2 separate regions of the Sus scrofa genome follow, and region 1 is linked to region 2. The links are chromatin contacts, called in public Hi-C maps. All regions are on one chromosome and are shown on one strand. Each heading gives the region's core, a stretch centred on a gene start, on an enhancer-like site or on the middle of the called end of the contact. The rest is flanking DNA. Distances are from core to core; before and after follow the strand shown. Region 1 overlaps CFLAR (CASP8 and FADD like apoptosis regulator). Region 2 has its middle 24 kb from the start of NDUFB3.

The links. A called contact is a pair of places that touch in the nucleus more often than the background predicts.
Region 1: a contact with region 2 is called in a Hi-C map of liver, with 4 times the contacts expected there. The contact joins two enhancer-like sites. A contact is called at or near these places in 1 of 5 promoter capture datasets (liver), 15 of 47 Hi-C or Micro-C datasets (alveolar macrophages, blood, brain and 8 more) and 2 of 2 datasets of contacts at active chromatin or transcription factors (alveolar macrophages and skeletal muscle).

What each region holds. Positions count from the first base shown.
Region 1 is chr15:104,822,372-104,825,071 of Sscrofa11.1, reverse strand. All of the region lies in intron 7 of CFLAR (CASP8 and FADD like apoptosis regulator), which reads right to left. Among named protein-coding and RNA genes, the nearest start is that of CFLAR, 24 kb to the right of the region's middle. Within about 2 kb of position 1,296, at least 43 of the 83 cell types and tissues checked have an H3K27ac peak or open chromatin away from gene starts, as enhancers often do. A contact at or near this core is called in alveolar macrophages, liver and skeletal muscle, where this site is marked.
Region 2 is chr15:104,770,442-104,773,141 of Sscrofa11.1, reverse strand. No RefSeq gene overlaps it. Among named protein-coding and RNA genes, the nearest start is that of NDUFB3, 24 kb to the right of the region's middle. Within about 2 kb of position 1,346, at least 12 of the 83 cell types and tissues checked have an H3K27ac peak or open chromatin away from gene starts, as enhancers often do. A contact at or near this core is called in alveolar macrophages, liver and skeletal muscle, where this site is marked.

The DNA.
Region 1 (2,700 bases), core at 47-2,546, 52 kb before region 2:
AGTCACAAATAATTCAGGATAATAACTTCAACCAATAGTTTCAACGTCTTGTCTTGCCAACTTTATCAGCGAGTATTACACTATAAAAGTGAAAGTAAGCAAATGTTATTTCTCTTCTGGCTTCTCAGCAGGAAACAGGAAAAAGATTAAAAGTTGGGAAAGAAACACAGCCTTGGGTTAACAACAAACTGGGAACTAAGCAGCCACTGGACAAACAAGAGCTGGCTCGAGTGCTCTTAATTCAATTTGGCCAGCCTATGGGCAGTATCTGGACACAATCACATACAGTCTCGTAGAACTTTCTACTCAGGAGGCTCACATCCTGCCAGATATGGCAGATTTAAATAAGTCTGTGACTCCTCGACCCTCCTTGCTTAAAAAGATAGTGTGTAATCCCCTCCCCTTGAACACAGGTAACTCGTTCCTAATGAATGGAGTGTGGCAGAAGGGCTACCACGTGACATTCAAAGTCAAATCACTAGGGGGAAGCCAGCTGCCATGTCTTGAGAACACTCCAGACAGGGCCCTGGTGCCAAACAGGTCCCCAGTGCCATGTGAAGAGGCCCACATGGAGAAGAACGCAAGCCACACACCAACTTCCCAGCCACTCGAGAAGCTCCTCCAATGCCAAGGACCCAAGCTGACATATGACAGCAACCTCTCAAGAGACTCAGGGCTGGGACAGCCTGGCTCCGTCACTTCTAAATTCCAGACCCCCAGAAGCTATGAGAGGTATAAATAAATTAGTATCGTTGTTTTAAGCTATAACATTTTGGAGCAATTTGTACACATTATGAGATAAATAATTCACTAGGTAAGTCAGCAAAAGGGAATGATAATAACCATTACCTAAGAATGGAGTGTAATTAAGCAACTTACTTTTCTCCTTCCGCCTGACCCGCAAGTAAGGTAGGGGTGAAGAAAATGAATTAAATTCATTTTTTGAAATATATATATATCAAGTAATAATAAGATACAAGCCCCCAAGAGATATAAAGAAGTTGCCAATCTCCTTAAAACCTTACAATAACTAAGTATGTTCAAGGAATGACAGTTGCTGAAAACCTATTAAGTACCTCACTTGTCAGCATAGGAGCTCAGAGTGCTAGGAGAGGTGAAGAAGCACTGCCCCCTAGGCACGGCCTCTGAGGGTGTAGGTAAGGCTTGAGATCCAGTTCTGAGCTGGGGATGACACACAGGGCTGTACCATGTACCAGGTACCAGGACAGAGCCTGGACAGGACTCAGGGGCCATCCCCACTGCTTTATTCCAAACGCTCCCTTCCGGAGTGGCACTCTCTAGTCATGGAGCACTCTCTCCTCCAGGGGGCAGAAGCGAACCGAGAAACATCAGGCTCAAAGCTCTTTTGTTTACTTAATTTCAGACTGGCTCCCTGGATCAAAACCTTCTTTTCACTGATAAGAGTGCCTCCCTTATCAAAGTCTTTGAAAGAAAGCCATAGTCTCCCTTTCCATCCTGACATGCAGAGGTCTGGAGGCAACACAGGCTGTCTTGTGCCTTAATCTCTTTTCTTTATCTGGGTTCTGGCTAGAGCAGCAGCTGGGCTGTCATAAGGCAGTCAGCAGGCAGCTGCGTGATACGAGGGTAAAAGAGGAACAGCCTTGGAAACCCAAGATGTGAGTTTCAGTCCTGGCCTCTCCACCTACTTGCTGGTCTGAACCTTGCCTGGTCCTGAAAGAAGACTGACTGACACCATGGGAATCTGAGGTCTAGGGAATCTGAGGAAGGTCTCACCTAATAGAACAGGAGGAAAAAGCCTAAAGCTGGAGGTGAAGCTAAAGGCCAAACAGGTCCCCAATGCCAAGTATAAGGCCAATAAGAACACCAAATCTAGGGCCTCAGACCAAGATGGAGCATCCCCTAAACATCCCTGTGGCAACACAGTCACTCCAGGGACACAGCCTGAAGCCATCAGGCTGGCATTTCCCATGAACATCACATCTTTCCTCTGACAGATGGTGAGGATGGATGCTGGGTGCCATTTGCAATGTTCTTTCTTGGGCTAGCAAGAAAGAATAAGGATAGAGCCCAGTCTAATTTACAGGATCAAGGGGATCACGACAGTGTGACTTTGAACAAATTACATCTGTAATTTATCCACCTATAAAATGGGATCAATACTGATGCCTCTACCATGTCCTCCAGAAGGTGGCTGTGAGGCTCCATTGAGATGTCTATAAGGACGCTTTGCAAATTGTGAGCAGTTATTCAAACATAAGATATTAATTTGAGGAGTTCCCGTCGTGGCGCAGTGGTTAACAAATCCGACTAGGAAACATGAGGTTGCGGGTTCGGTCCCTGCCCTTGCTCAGTGGGTTAATGATCCAGCGTTGCTGTGAGCTGTGGTGTAGGTTGCAGATGCGGCTCGGATCCCGCGTTGCTGTGGCTCTGGCGTAGGCCGGAGGCTACAGCTCCAACTGGACCCCTAGCCTGGGAACCTCCATATGCCGTGGGAGCGGCCCAAGAAATAGCTAAAAAAAAGACCCCAAAAAAAAAATAATTAAATAAATAAGATATTAATTTGAGGAGTTCCCATTGTGGCTCAGCAGGTTAAGAATTGATGTGGTCTTTGTGAGGATGTGGGTTTGATCTCTGGCCTCACTCAGTGGGTTAAGCAGCCAGCACCGCCACAAGCTGCAGTGTAGATGGCAGATACAGCTCGCATCGGGTGTTGCCATA
Region 2 (2,700 bases), core at 97-2,596:
TTGATAAAAATTATACATCAAACATCTATGTCACCACCACCTGAAGCATAAAAATAGAAGCATCTCAGAGGCCTTCTGTGTGCCCCTCCCCACTCGTAACCCACTTCCTCCCCCTAGAGGTAACCACTGTCCCAACTTCACAGAGAATGATTTCCTTGACTTTGTAAGTTTTAGCACTTATATATGCATCTCTAAACAGTATAGCTTAGAGTTCCCTTCGTTGCTCAGTGGGTAACAAACCCGATTAGCATCCATGAGGATGTGGGTTCAATCCCTGGTCTCACTCAGTGGGTAAGGATCCTGCATTGCCAGGAGCTGTGGTGTAGGTCATAGATTTGGCTCGGATCCAGTGTGGCTATGGCTGTGGCTGTAGCCGGCTAGGGAACTTCCATATGCCGCAGGTTCAGCCCTACAAAGAGAAAAAAATTTTTATAAATAAACAGTATAGCTTGACAATTTTTGCACTCTATACGAACGAAAACAAACCGTATTCTTTTGTGACTTCCTTTTTATGTTCAGTATTATGTTCACTGAGATTCATTGTCTTCTATGTCAGTATAGTTAATTGGTTTTCATTACTGTCTACTACAAAATTCTGAGCATCTCAGTGTGTAATCTAGCTGAGCTATGTCCTTGGGAACCCCCATTGTCGGTATTTTCAGTTTTCCTTTTAAATTGGTCAGATATAGCAGAGATGACACTTCTCATCTCCTGCCTGCAGAGGAAAGGCCTGGTTTGGAGAGCTTCTAAAGTGGAGTAGGAAAAGATTGATGTTTTCTAATCCAGCTGACATACTTCATCTTAGTTGTATACCCTTGACCTGTTCCCTTTATTGAAATCCTTTCTTCCCTGGTTTCTAGGACATGGCTCTCTCCAGATTTATCTTCCACCTCTCAGATCTTTCCTTCTCCTTTCTTTACAGGCCCCCTTTCCTATGTTTGCCCCTTAAATATTGGTTATGTCTCTTGTCCCTCTTCTTTTGTCAACCAGGATTTAATTACCTCTTGTTCTAGTGATCATACATTCCTTTACTGTGTTTGTTTTGTTTTGTTTGGCTGCAGCCACAGCATGTGGAAGTTCCCTGGCCAGGAATCAATCCCACACCACAGCTATGACCCCAGCTGCTGCAGTGACAATGCCAGATCCTTAATCCACGTTGCCACAAGAGAACTCCACCTACTGTATTTTACTAGTTTCCATGTCCATCTGAGTTCCTGGCATGCTGAGCTTCTATCTGTCATCTGTCTTTGTGAAGCACTAAATGAACGTGTTGAGTACAGAATGTGACAGAGAGAGACAGTCAAGGTCGGAGGACAGAAAAATCATCAGGGCCCAAAGGCTACCAGCTGCTTCAGCAATGTCCCAGGCCTGGAGGAAGATGCTGACACAGATGGAGGTCAAGGCTAGGTACAGATGTATCATTTCTGTGTCATCCTGCTGCTGCTGCTTACTCGTGACAAACTACTTCCATGCTCTTACTCCATAGCAAGGAGCCCTTTCCCAACATGAAGTAAATGCTCAGGCACCCTAATTTTCCTTTCTTTATGATTGAACATTTTCTAATGAAATGTTAAGGCAGAAAATATTGCGCTATGTGTAAGAAGTCAGACACCAGGAGTTCCTGTTGTGACTCAGCAGAAATGAACCTGACTAGTATCCACGAAGATTAGGGTTCGATGATCCCTGGCCTTGCTCAGTGGGTTAAGGATCCAGCATTGCCATGAGCTGTGGTGTAGGTCACAGATGCAGCTCGGATCCCAAGTTGCTGTGGCTGTGGCATAGGCTCGCTGCTGCAGCTCTGATTTGACCCCTGGCCTGGAAACTTCCATATGTTGCAGGTGCCCCCCCAAAAAGCAAAATAAATAAATAAATAAAGTGGTAACTATCATTTTATCCTGAACATATTCACATGTCTCACCCCTTTTTTGCAGTGCCCACATCATGCGGAAGTTCCTGGTCCAGGGATCGAACATGATAAATAGCCTTAGACCAGTGATGTGAAATGACTGACCAATCAATCTGTCCTATCTAAGCTTTCCTTTTGTACAGGAACTGAATGAACTACAGACACAGTGTCTCTGGATCTTTGCCAGAATATGAAGTTTAGTGTCTGCTCTATTCTAGACTCCTTAAATGAATCGGATAAAATGTGAGATCCAGACTTAGGCAGTACCAGCTGTCACAAACTTTCATTCAGATGGCCCATCATTTACTGTCCAGAATTGTCTCATTTATTTTCTCTGCCTACCTGGCTTAATGATTCCATTGAATCTGACTTTATTTTATTTTATTTTTTTATGGACACACTCATGGCATATGAAAGTTCCTGAGCCAGGGAATGAATTTGAGGCTCAGTTGCAACCCGTGCCATGGGTGCAGTGATGCCAGATCTCCTTTAACCTACTGATCTGGTGGGAGATTGAGCCCACGCCTCTGCAGCAACACAAGAGGCTGCAACTGGATTTTTACCACACTGTTCCATCAATCCGATCCCCCTGAATTTTAATCTATGCACACATTCTTTGTAATTACACAATCCGTTTAGACAGGTTTTTCTGCCTTTGGCTTTCCACACTCTCTCCAGACCTGATTTGGTAAATGCCCTCTACCCCAGTTCTCAGGAGTTATGCCAGATTGGCCACCCACCATTCCTACCTGTTTTCCCATGAAAAATTTCTAAGAAATTTTAAGGGAATAGGT